Regions from separate parts of the Gossypium raimondii genome. Here region 1 is linked to region 2. A link is a contact called in public Hi-C data. All regions are on one chromosome and are shown on one strand. Each heading gives the region's core, a stretch centred on a gene start, on an enhancer-like site or on the middle of the called end of the contact. The rest is flanking DNA. Distances are from core to core; before and after follow the strand shown.

Region 1 (6,891 bases), core at 1,582-4,081, 130 kb before region 2:
TGCCCATCAAGTAGTCTTTCATGTTCTTGCTGTATAATCTTCTGCCTCTCACTCAGTGATTGCCGTTCAAGAGTAATCTCCTTCTCCTTTGTGTCACAACTAAAACATGGAACAAAATAATTATCAGACTCCTTGAACAGAAAATCTAAATAAAATCAAACTGCACAAATGCAGCCAAGCAAGAATGTGTATCCAGCATCCACACAATACCGTTTCCAACCAAGACAGTTTTTACTGGTTCACTTCCAACTAGGCAACTCAAATCATGTCTGCCTATAAGAACATTTTAAATAGAATAATAGGCCATCATTTACAGTTCTTATTTATGCACACTTTTCAATGTAAAATATAATCATACTGCAATCCAGTAACAAATACCACACAATATGAATACAAAGAGATGTATAAGGCACAAGTGTTTCCTCTTGGGTAATAAAAGCTTGTTCAAAAACTACACACTGTTAGGAAAGAAACAAAGAGATAATAAATATATATAGTACAAACAAAAAAGAGAAGGAAATGCAATGTAAATCACATACTCATTTTTGAACAGTACAATACGTCTACTAAGGTCTTCTTCACGTGCTTCAACTTCTTGGAGCTTTCTCTCAGCAGTGCGTTGAAAGAGGCTAGCTTCTGTTTGTAAGGACTTTGCAGCATGAAACTTTACCTCAGCCTCTGCAAACTTCTTCTGAGCATCCTCTATCATAATACGCGCTTCAGCTAATCTACTTTCAGCGGCAACCTTAGTTTCAGCAGATTCTGCACGCATCTCATGCAATGCTTTCTCAATCTGCAAAACCCCACCACAAAGTCCTAAGAAACATACAATGCTGAAAGATAAGTGAACAAGGAAAACAAGTTCAATTAAAGAGACTTTCAAATGATAACCGTACGCTTGCTATGCACTCTTTCTCAACTCCTAAAGATTTCTTCAAACCATCCTCTCGCTTTTTTGCTTCTGCAAGAGCAGATGCATGTGCAGCTTGATCCCGCATTTGCATTATCTCACTTGCTTCAGCAGAGGCTTTAATTTGTTCATACTTGGAAGCAAGCTCCTTTCTCTCCAATATAAGAAGGCCCATGTGGTGTTGGTGCTCAAAGAGCTAAATACAAGAATAGATAATATTAGAACTAAATGCTAGTAAGCTATGTGGAAAGAAGCACAAAATGAAGGAAGATTTACAATATGAACTTATGAAAAACATGAAATGCATAGATCATCTTGTGCTAAACCAAGAATGCCATTATTCCTCACTCTGATCTTTTGTACAAACAAAGCATTCATAAGTCTCATTCATGGATAAAGTTAGGTAAAGATTGCAGCTTAGTAATATGAAATCCATAGGAACTAACAAGTGCAAAAACTCAGAAGTTAAAATAGCAATCAATCCCTAAATAATGGCACAGAAAACAGGAAATGCTGTCTAAAAACAACGAAACAAATCATTGAAGTCACTAAAAAACAAACAATAAATGCTCCTAAAAGCTCTTATAATCCCACAAAATTAACAGCTCAATGTGCCATTTGCACGCCCACGACGTCTACCACACCTAAAGGGCATTGCAAGGTGATACAACACCTCAATCAAATAATGCAATTGGAACATTAGGTAAAAATCAAGTTTGTTCCATTCAAAGCTTCTACAAGGGAACACAACTAGCAACCGGAAGGACATTTAATTGAAGTACGGAACTTTAACCAAAAGGTTTATTCAAGAAACAAGACTTAAGTTGATGACTTGGCATTAAAATTTGACTTGAGAAAAGAATAAGAGAAAACAAGATCACAAGGACACAGAGGAATAGGTGGTTCTACTATGGTAGCCTACATCTAGTGAAAAGACGCAAGGATTAAATTGTCGATATTAAGAACACATTGTTTTAGTTTATACAAGAATGCCCTATTTATATAGAAGGTTATCACCAATTTAGAAAAGAACCAAGCAAGAATATTGTATCGTAATATCTAAAAAATGGCGTCGTAATTATATCATAATCCCTAATATAACTAAGTACATTTATTAGATTAACAATATGTCAAAAATATTAAAACAAATTCTATATACAACAGGCTAGCATCTTTCAAGTACCAAAACCCTTACTGTTTTATGTTGAAATCTGTTAGAGATCACTTCCATTACTTAACCATTTTATTAATATATATATCTGATTGTCTTTTCGTCTTAAAATTTAAAACTGAAACGCAATATAAAGAAAGAAAAATCCATATTTTATTGCGACCTTCGCAATTCACAATTTAAAATTTCAATATACTACTACTCTCTTTGACCAATTGCACCCGCGACCAAACAAGTCTTTAAAGAAAAACAAAAGGAAAAGAAGAGCCATGAAATTTTTTGAGAAAAGCAGTTAAAAGATTTGAAGCAAACCTCAGCTTCAAGCTTTGCAATATAAGCAATAAGCGCAGCTTTATCTCTCTTCTTGATCGATTCCTCATCGAATCCAGCTTCCTTGAGTCGTTTCCAAATGGTTTCGTCACTAAGAGGACTCTTCACAACCCTAGACCCCGGCATTATAGACAACGCCCTGCCGCTTCCCGGCGTGATCGGACTCGCCATCTTCTAAACCAGATCACGGCACCAAAACCCTAGAGTTCCGTACGCCTGTAGCTATTCTGAATATGATTCTTCACTTTTCTTTCTTTTTCTCTGTAAAGAGGGAAAGGGAGAGAATCAAAGTACTGAGTCACCGGCTCACCACTGAGTGAGGTTTTGTTTTTTTGAGAGTTGAAATCGCCAAGAAAAAGAACTTTCTATTGGGATGATCCAAAAGCGATGTCGTATCGGGAAATTTAGGCTGCCAGTTTGTGGGGGAAAAAATGGGAAAGGAAAGGAAAATTGAAATTTTAAACAAAGATTAGACGGAAGAGTAAAGAGTAACAATTGACAGTCAGCGTCCAACGTCAGCTAATTTGAAATTTAAAAAACATAATTAACGGCTGGTTTTCATTGGAGTTTGTGGGCTAAATCCAGATAATTTGCACGTTTGGGTACTTGATTTTGCACCCAAATCAAGAAAATTATGGAAAAGAATTTCAAACATAATGACCTTTTTTCTTCAACTCTATAAAAAAATCATTTTAGTCCTCTAATTAAATTTATTTTTTTAATTTTTAACTTTATATTTTCTGTCAAATCACCCTAGAATAAATGAAAGAAATTAATATTTGATAACTTTGTTGATGTGGTATGCACATAAATGACACATCAACATTTAATTAACATTTTAAAATTTTTAAAATATTGGAAAATATTTTTATATTTTTATAAACTTTAAATAATTTTAATGATTTATAATTTTAAAATAGTTTCTATAATTTTTTTGAATTTTTAAAATTTTAAAAATTAATTAAATATTGACTTGTCATCCATGTTTACTTGACAATCTAGGTGTATGTAATATCAAAAAGTTAAATACATTAACTTTCCCATTCATTCTAGGATGATTTGACAAAATGCAAGTTTAAGGACAAAAAAGATGAAAAATTAAATAGATGGCTAAAATGATTTTTTATAAAGTTAGAAAGCCAATAAAAAGTCATTATATCTTTCAATTTTTCCTCACTTCTGGTTTTGATGATTTACGAAAAGGTTAAATCATTATTTGTGGCTTAAATTTGGTAAGTACTCTTATATTAGGATTTTATTTTTCACATTGGGGCATGAACTAGACACTTGTTTCACATCAGGGCTTAAACTTTAGGGTTTTCAATGAAATATAAGAATTAACTTGGACAAAAAAAGTTCAAGTGTCAATACAAAAATAGTTACCAAATTTAAGGACTCACTTGGACAAAAAATAATTTAGGCTTCAATACGAGAACAATTATTAAATTTAAAGGCTAACTTAACACAAAAATATTAAAGCTACAACAATGTATTAACTTTTTTAAATTAATGTAAGATTTAATTTAAAATTCCTTTTAAAAAATCAATTAATGTGCGGACTGAATCTTGGAAATCCGTTGACATAATTGCTAAGACCTACGGGCGAATTTTTTCTATTTTAGCTTGAAATAGCTAATTATTTAAAGCCAGTTATACTACTTAAGCTAGGTCTTAACCTAATAATTTAGTGTGGAAAATGAAGGCATATGTGGCAACATAAGATGTTGCCAAGATTTTCACCTCATGCTTGGCTTTAACCAGCCACTTGAGGAGCTGCAACATCTTACTTCGTTTGGAAAAATTAAGAAAGAAAATAGAAAGAAGTAACGGAAGAAAAAAGAGTAGAGAAAGTGAGTGGAAGGTTTAACCATTCGGCAAGGCTTAAAGGAGGAAAAAGTTTTAAAGCCATGAGATTTCATCTTTTACCAACCATGTATTAAGAGGAAGGTCTTTTTTCCTTTCTTTTTTTTAATATGAAATTAAAAGGTTAATATTTATGCATTCGGGGCATATTTATATCACACACGCATACCTCACGTTTAAAGGAGACTACTTAAATAAAAACTTACCAAAGATTTGAACCTAGGTGAGTTTTAGGATGAACAATCCTTAACCACCATGTATTAAGAGGAAATTAGAGTTACGACTCGTATGTAAATGTATAATAGCCCGTTTTAGAATTAATACTAACGTGATATATTAATTAATACTAATGTATCATCTTATTTTAAAATAATAAGTTGTTTGATAAGCTTAAAATTTTATACACTCACGTTACTTTTTGTTACAAGATGGAGATAAATAAAATAGATTTGGAGGTGATTTTTTTTTTGGGTGAATAAAACTTTACAAAAATTACTTAGAGATATGCCCAAAATCTCATGGGGCGTTTCAAATAAATGAAGGTTGGAGGTGATAATTAAATATCACTTGTGTCAACACTTTTTATGTTATTTTTTTAATAATACCTTCATCTAAAACTAAAATTACACACTTTTCATTGTTGAGTACTAAAATCATTCTATAGACCTTCATTTTCTCCATGTTCTCTGTTTTCTTTTACTGCCATTGTTGTCAAATAAAGGTAAAAAGATTGTTCAAATTTCATCATTTGTGAGGCAAGATCAAACATATTTATGAATACCCAAAGTTTTTAGATGAAATTTATACTTGAAAATTTTCATCGTTCATTACTTATTATCATTTTTTTTCGAATTCCTTTATAAACAAGAGTTAAGGTCTTCAATTGACAATTATCCGTATGTATTTTATAACCCACTCTTGATTTAGTTGAAAACCAAATTAACTACTTTCACATGAGTGCTATGTGTTTTTTAAAGAAACTTTTGGAGTATATATTTTAAATCTATAAATTTTTAAGAAATTTTACGTGTAAAAACTTCATAATGTTAAACTAAGCAAATGGATAAAAGGAGGAAATAGAAGTTTGAAATACTCGATAATATGAATTCGAAGCACTTTATTGAATGAATAATGAAACCTTTATATAGGCTGAATTACAACTAAAAAATCACTAAAAAATAGGAACAAACCTGATACGTAAATCACTAGAAAATATCAACTAATATGATACTCCTAAAGTCTAGCAACAATAAGTTTTGACTGAATCAATAACTTTATTCAAACCAATAAACTAACAAATTTAACTCTAACATGCCCTCCCTTAAACTGATACTGTAAGTGATCAATTTAATTTTTGATCAAAGTGTAAACACCAAGCATTTTTTTGAACTTTACAAATGATACCAATTTGAGGGACTTGATAAATACATCAGTAACCTGATCTTCACTTCTACAATAAATGAATTCAATTACCCCATCTTTTGTGAGGTCTCTTAGGAAATGAAACTTCACGTCAATGTGTTTACTTCTGCCATGTAGTACTGGATTTTTGGACAACTTTATGGTTGAATTGTTGTCGCAATAAACTGTTGTTTCTCCTTGTTGTTTGAACTGCAATCCAGTAAGAATATTTCTTAGCCAAATGGCTTGAGAAGCACATGAAGTAGCAGCTACAAATTCAGTTTCAGTTGTTGATAATGTGACAATTGGTTGCTTTTTTGATGACCATGAGATTGCACTCGAACCCATCATAAAGGCATAACCCGAAGTACTCTTTCGGTCATCTAAATCTCCAACATAATTGCTGTCAATGAACCCAATCAAGCCTGAGTTTTCTCCATTTTTGTAGAACAACCCAAAATCAAAAGTACCTTTCAAGTATCGAAAGATCCTCTTCGCAGCTAGAAGATGTAATTCTTTTGGGTTCTCCATGTATCTGCTAATAATGCTAACTGCATACATGATATCTGGCCTTGTTGCTGTCACATACATCAAACTCCCTACAATTTGCTTGACAAGAGTACCATCAATCTTCTTTTCTTTAAGATTCTTTGTAAGCTTTAATCCAACATCTGAAGGTGTGTTGACGTGATTGCAATTACTCATCTGAAACCTGTCTAAAATTTCTCGAACATACTTCCTTTGAGAAATAAATATTCCATCAACAGATTGCACTATTTCTATGCCAAGAAAATAATGTAACTTTCCAAGATTAGACATATCAAACTCAGTTATCATTAACCTTTTAAAATCTTCAAACATGGCACTATCATTTCTCGTATAAATTAAATCATCAACATATAAGCATACTATAAGCATTTTCCCCCTATCTACACACTTTGTATATAGAGTATGCTCATATGGACATTTTTGAAAACCTTCCCTTTGAAAGTAAGCATTAATATGACTATACCAAGCTCTAAGTGTTTGTTTTAGTCTATATAGAGCCTTTTTCAATTTATAGACTTTGTGCTCATCACCAAATTTAACATAGCCAGGAGGTTGTTCAATAAATACCTGTTCTTGTAAGTCTCCATGAAGAAAGGCCGACTTCACATCTAATTGGTACATGGGCCATAAGTTTTGAGCAGCCAGTGCAATCACCATTCTAATTGTA
Region 2 (7,502 bases), core at 2,243-4,742:
TATTTATTTCTTAATTAATTTAAATTAATTAGAGAAATTTAATTGTGGCACATATATGATGTCGTCATTTTCATCATGATAATTTTTAATGCGACCCACAATAATTTTGGCTTGATACGTGGCACTTTGTAATTGGTCCATAAATTTTCCTCATCTATAGAGACTCTAATTTAGGTTAAATGCTCAAATTGACATCAGACCTTTTAGGAATTACTCATATAAGGGTCAAACCTTTCAAAATGTTTATATAAGGGCTTAACCTTTACAAAAGTGCTCAAATGAAAGCCAAATCTTTCAAAGTGCTCAAATAAGGACCAAAACTTTTTGAGAGCGTTCATATGAAAGCCAGACCTTTTTGAAAGTGCCCAAATAAGGACTTTTCAAATGTTGTATATCATGTCTTAAATTATGTTTTTATTACTTTTATTTTCAAGCAACATCTTATTAAACTGTCATGTATTTTATTCTAAGTACATTAGAATATAATCACTTAATTTTTACTCAAATTGGGTTGAAGTGCGTAAAAATCCTTACTTGAACATTTTTGTAAAGATTAAGACCTTATAAAAGCATTTTCAAAGGTTTGACTCTTATATGAGCAACCCCTAAAAGATTGAGCGTTAATTTGAGCATTTAACCCTTAATTTATTATGATTTACGACTGAACTAGAGATTCTTTTAAAAAATGTTATTTTTTAAAAGAATACAATTAACAAGTTTTTAAGTTTTATATTTTATCCTATTATTTTAAATTTCACTTAACAGCATATGAAAAAAACCCATTTTTATATAATTTTTATGTGAAAACCTTATTATATATTTGATCTAAATTCTTTCCTTGAACAAACATTATTGTAGGTGAAATTTCATTTTTGTTGTTGACTGGCTCTTTCCAAGTAATGATAAATGAATAATCTTATAACCATTCAAAGATTGTTCATAAACTAATTAATATATGTAAAAAGGAAAGAAATTTGCACTCCATTTTCCATTAGTCAATAAACTAATAGTGTGATTGGGTTGTTAAGTTGCGTACTTCTTTTTGTTTTCAAATGCAAAATATTAAAAAAAACATGTTTATTTTCTAATTACACATATGTAAATACATACTTATAAATTAATGCTGCCATTCACGTAAAATTATCTCTAAAAATCTATAAAACCCAAGTTTCAAATTCAATAATATTCTTTCTTTTTTACTTTATATCTATATTATACTCAAGATTTTATGTAAATTAGTTCACCAATCAATCGAGTATCAATTCAATTGAGAATTAATTGAAAATTTGTTCATTTTACAAAAAGTTATAATAAAATTTTATATAAAATTAATTAAAATTTATATATAATAAAATTTTAATGTATAGTAATATTAAATATTTTAATTCTACCATTTCAATTAAAATTTTATATAAAATTTATATAAAATTTTAATAAATATATTTATTCCATAAATCCGTGAATTAATTAATAGTAATTCAATTTCAATTAGGGTTGGCTGACTTACCTTTTAAAATACGCACAATTGCAATATACACACAGGGAGACCAAATTCAACCTAATCCCTAAACGATCATGATGATCACCAAAGGAGAAACATAAACAAAATTGACTAATCAGAGTTGAAAGAAGGGAATTCCCTTTCTATATTCCAATTAATTTGTAAAAGAAGAAAACTTTTCGTTCCAATTTTCAAACTTGATCAGCTGAAAAGAATAGAGAAAACAGGCCATTATATTTCATTGAAACAAATGCAGCACCTTTCTGAAAAATGATTGGTCCTGCAGGGGACAATCAAAGTCCCTGAATGACAGCAAAAAATTCTCATCGTTTTAATATATAAATATAAAATATTATTTTATGAGCTTGATCTATCTCATATCATCCGCAATTGTTTTTGGTATTAAATTAATGGGTGGTTTAATTGAATCATGTTTTTATGGGTGACCTAACTTCTAAATTGTAATGGGTAAAAATAGCCGACAAAGCATTATTGGGAAGTGCTTATACAATGTAAGCATGGGGGCCCCAAACTCTCTACATCGACTTTCTAGTTAAGCAATGATCCGGATTCCTGCTGATGAATCATATCCTGGCACCATTATAACTCTTTCAAACTCTTCTCAAATGTTTTCTACCTACTTCTCTCTTCCCCCTTTTTCCCTTTCTGTCTATTTTTGCTATTAGTCCTTATACTATACATTAGTTATGAACTTAGTTTTAGTTATTTTTAATCTTTATACTTTTTAAAATTTTTAAATTTTAATCTTAAAATAAATGATAGTAATTAAATATGTTAAGTCAAGTTCTATTATTAATCTCGTACTATGCAAATGTTGGATTTCCTCTTATTTTCTAATTTAATCATTGTTAGTTCTTGTACTTTTCAATTTTAAAATTTTAGTATTGACTCAAGCAGTAGATGTTAAATCAATTAATTAAAATGATAAGACTATTCTATAAGTATTACATAAAAATAACAAACTGAAATTGCATTACATATACTGAAATTCAAAATTAGAAAAATTATAAGATTTTTTTTCCCTTCTAAACAAACAAGAAAACAAGGAAACTACCATCCTTCATGATGATTGAAACAATAGGAGATAGTGGACATCTTTTTCTAATCTCCATACTCATAAATAAGCAAGAGAAAAAACTGCCCACCAAATTAATGAAAAATAGAATAATGGATATCAAGTGTTAATACTTGGTAAGCAAGGTGACGTGATTACCCATCCGATCCTAACTAGTTAAATCAGGCATGGAGTGGGAGACAGTTCATGGGTGTATTATAAAGGGAACTTGTTAATATCCAATGATGTTCCGCCCTTTATGCATCATGATTTCAAATTATATAGGCAGCCTTTAATAATTAACCCAAAATTTCTGCCATCATCAAACTTTTCTTCTGTGGAAACAAAAGTAATTAATCTTTGGATGTGTGCAAAAATATAGGTCATCACATATATAAAAAGATAAAGGGAGATAGGAAAATAAATAAAAAGGGTTTTGAGGACAAAAGTTAGACAAAGAAAAAGTTGGCTAATAATTGAAACATACGTACACAAAAAAGCAGCCATAGGAAGGGAAAAAAAAAGGGAATAAGTGATAGTCGAGGAGTAGCAATAGTTAAAATTGGTACGTTAAAGGGTGGCCTAAGTGCTGGCGAATCATTCTCTTGATGTGATTCCCGTTACAATGTGAATTGTGGGATTTCATAACATAGAAAAAGAGAGGAAATTGCCTTTGTTTGTTTGGTATACTGAGATAATTGGAGTGGGGTTGGATGGTAGACGCTAAAGAATTTAATTCCCTTCATTAATGTAATCTTTTTTTCTCTTAAATAGTATTTAATATTTTAATAAATTCAAGATTCGTATAATTTATTGATTTTTATTATGGACTTTCTATACCTAAAATAAAATAAAAAATAGTCAATTCATTTCCTTTGATTAATAATCATAGCTACCCCAACCCACACCCTCTTTCTCCCTCCAAAAAGTCTTACTCATTCTCTTCCCTTCTTAAGACCCTTTTGCACCCTCGTTATCTTTCAATCCACTCCCTCTCCCTCTCTTTCCTTCACCCCCTTCTAACCAAAAAAAAAACCCACTTGTGTAGACAAAATTTCAGCTTGATGGGTATTGATGATGCATGTAATACAGGCCTTGTTCTTGGGTTAGGCTTTTCATCAACCCTGGGAACTCCATCCAAGGCCAACAACAATCAAACTCCCAAGAAATCATCTATGTCCATGGCAGCAGCAAGTGTCGAGCCATCGCTGACGTTGGCGTTATCCGGTGAGATATACCTAGTTAATGATAATAGCAAAAAGATTGATGTGAACAAAGGCGTTGGTTGTCTTCACAACCATGAGGAGCCTGGCTCCGGTGATTTGTACCGTCAGGCTTCTCCCCATAGTGCTGTTTCTTCATTTTCTAGTGGTAGGGTGAAAAGGGAAAGAGACCTTAGCTGCGAAGAAGTGGAGGTAGAGAAGAATTCCTCCAGAGTTAGTGAAGAAGATGAAGATGGTGTTAATGCTAGAAAGAAACTCAGGCTCACCAAAGACCAATCTGCTTTGCTCGAGGAAAGCTTCAAACAGCATAGCACTTTAAATCCTGTATGCTCTTTCATCTCTCTCCAATTCTCTTTATCTGATATTGATTATCATCACTAACAGCTTGATTATTGTATTAATCAAATCTCTCTCTTTTTTTTTTTTTTTTTGTTCTTATATTTTATGCTAACAGAAGCAAAAGCAAGCTTTAGCAAAGCAATTAAACCTGAGGCCTAGACAGGTTGAAGTATGGTTCCAGAACAGGAGAGCCAGGTAAATTGATCATTCTTCTGTTTATCTCTATACCAAAAGGCAAACGAAAAGAGAAAGGCTTCTATGTACACCAAAGGACAAGTGCTTAAAAGCAACTGACCTGACTTCAATGTTACTTACAAAAAGAATTATGGTTTCTGTGATTGACAGGACAAAGCTTAAGCAAACTGAGGTAGATTGTGAATTCTTGAAGAAGTGTTGTGAGACACTAACAGATGAAAACAGGAGACTGCAAAAGGAGCTACAAGAACTCAAGGCACTGAAACTGGCTCAACCCTTTTACATGCACATGCCAGCGGCTACTCTCACCATGTGTCCATCTTGTGAAAGAATCGGCGGTGTTAGCGATGGCAGTTCCAAGAACCCATTTTCAGTATTGCCTTCAAAGCCTCATTTCTATAATCGCTTCACCAATCCTTCTGCAGCATGTTGATTCCAAGTTCGTTAATTACAACTTAAAATCAGTAGCCAAAGAAAGGACGAGAATAGACCCTCCCCATAACCCCTCTATTTTTTGGTTAAGGGCTTGTAGCGAATCAAAATTAGTGTGGACTATAAATTAATTTGTAGAAAACCAATAGTAAAAATTACTGATCAATCTCCTCATCCATCTTTATATGTTTTTGTAAATATTCATTAGAAATTAAGATATACTAGTATATCTATCTTTTATTATTCATTCTTTTGTTCCATCTTTTAATGATACACTTGTTGTTTCCATTGCTTTGATAATATGGAATGAATAAAGATTACGATTTATCTCATGGAAACACTGCTTTGATCCTTGCGTTTTATTTTTAATTATTTTGACTGCTTAGAGAAAAAAAAGTATAAAGTTGCCTTTGTGTTCATATTCAGTTACTTTTCAAGCTTTTCGAAATGCGAAAGGTTTGGAAAATCTTGTTGAACATCATAGCTAGAAAACATGAAAACTTCTAATTATTACACATTTATCCACAAATACTTTCCAAGAATTTGAGTTTTAATTAAAAAGAAATTTGTTAGGATAAATGAATAAAATATCTATGCATGTATATATACGTTTAATGTAATGAAGAGTTAGTAGTATATAAAATAGTGGAATGTATGTATGGGAGAAATGGGTCCTCCCACTTACATGGTGGAAGAGTGTCCACCTTTTTGGGTGTCTCAAATGAAGAAGAAATTGGGATAATGATAAATCAGTTGGAGGTTATGATTAAGTGAGAGAGGAAAAGGGTGTGGGGTGTTGGAGGTTAGCTCACGTGTATATGTCTCTAATTTCAGTCGTCTTCAATTTATCAGAAATTTTCTTCCTTTTTTTCTTTCTTCAATTTTGGTCGCATATTACTTTCGTTAATATTTAAAGTTTTGAGACTTCGTCTCAATTTAATTGTGAATTTATTAAAAATTATAAAAGAACAAATATTATTTGACGGGATATTTTATGTTTTCATATAAAATCTAGAAAATACATTATAAATTCTAGTCTCTCAATTTTATCATTTTAATTAAAGATATATTTAATATTTATATCAATTTTTTATAAATTTACTAAATAATTACTTTCATGAATAGGTCATAATCTAATATATACTAATATGGTTATAAGATAAAATTAGAAAGCACTAGTGTGCAAAGGAAAATAGTACTAAAAAGAAATGGGTGGTGTGAGGCGTGTAGAGAAGGAAAGAGTGGATGATTTCACTTGAAATATCCACTAAGAAAGAAATATAAAAAGTAAAACTATTTCATACGTTTTTAATCTATACTTATATAATGCGTGAGATTGAATCTAAAAACTATATTATTTTTAAAAGTGAAATATTTAATAATTGAATCTAAAAATTTTATTTATGTTTACTTTATCATTTTATTTATAATTAAATTGTTAAATAATATTTAAAAAAACATAACTTTACAACATTTAGTAGAAACAAAATTAAATAAAGTGGTATATATTTTCAAAATAAAATAAAATAAAACCATATTTATGAAAAAAAAAGGGGGGGGGGGTTGAGAAGGGAAAAGTGGATGGGCTTGGTCAGATGCTCTTTCTTTAAGGGAGCTGGTAGGTCATATCCCACGTGATGTCCCAATGGCTCACTTTTGTTCTTTTATTTTATTTTTTCTTCACAAAAATAATTATAGAGAATTTTGAATGGAGGTCAGACAGACGACCTTCTATATTTCTATTAGATGGGACCCTCTTTTTCCCTAAACTTCTCCTTCCCTTAAATTCTCAAATTCCCTTTTGATTTAAATTCCAAAAACTCATCCCAAAAGTTACATATTCCACTTCTCCTTTCATCATCAAAAGTGTTCCTCATTTTCATTTTTATTAAACATTTGGTATTTTGGTTTAATGATAATGTCGAAACCATGAAAATTTTGACCACTTTAAACTTGAATTTCACTGATTATTTGTATTTGTAATTTAGAAAAAAAAGTGATGGTTCAACTTTGGATTAAACTCCAAGTTTTTTTTTTTTCATCAATAAGTCAAGTGAGAGTTTCATGGGATGGGTTCTCGCAACTTTGCAAGTAATGCATGCATGTAGTCGTTATATGCACGCTATCGTGATTGGTGTCGACAGTTACAATACATGAATGATGAGAAATTTCTCTTTAAAAAGTACTACTAGCTTCGATGCATTAAATTTGAGATTTTTTTTCTATATATTCTAAAATTTATTGGAAGTGAAATTAATTTTAAAAATAATTTCGAATATATTCTTAGGACATGGATTCAAATATATATACGTACTCATGAACTCACTATCTTCGAATATATACGTACACGGTATTATAATTGATGGCATGAAAATTATGGTAAGGGCCAGTAAAATGATGAGAGCACTTTCGTGGAAAGAAGAGGGGAGTTTCCAGGAAACTACTCATTCTCTCGCACTATCATCATCATATATCATCGCTTCCATCACCGATATTTTACCATTGCCATCAGCAGTATATGAACTCTTCAACCCTCTCATTTTCAACTGAAAAGGCAAAAATAATGATTCATTTGACGAAGATTTCTTATCTGGGTAATTAAAATCAAGGGGAGAAATAGCAAGTTCTAGAGTGCGGAAAAGTTGACATATCTCCTTTAATTAAATAAACAAACGATTCAAAATTAATCAATTAATCTCATCTTTTTACATGATTATAGATTTAGCCTTACGTGTGT

What was found. Hi-C and Micro-C count contacts between places; a contact is called where the count stands out from the background.
Region 1: a contact with region 2 is called in a Hi-C map of leaf, with 3 times the contacts expected there. The contact joins the promoter of LOC105804078 here to the promoter of LOC105804079 in region 2. A contact is called at or near these places in 2 of 2 Hi-C or Micro-C datasets (both in leaf).

Annotation. Positions count from the first base shown.
Region 1 is chr11:36,003,140-36,010,030 of ASM2569854v1, reverse strand. LOC105804078 (protein CROWDED NUCLEI 4) reads right to left here and starts at 2,831. Exons shown (of 9, transcript XM_012636575.2): 1 at 2,394-2,831; 2 at 897-1,106; 3 at 540-793; 4 at 1-99. The coding sequence starts at 2,582.
Region 2 is chr11:35,872,308-35,879,809 of ASM2569854v1, reverse strand. LOC105804079 (homeobox-leucine zipper protein HAT22) reads left to right here and starts at 3,492. Exons shown (of 3, transcript XM_012636576.2): 1 at 3,492-4,123; 2 at 4,254-4,333; 3 at 4,484-5,103. The coding sequence starts at 3,641. The coding sequence ends at 4,766.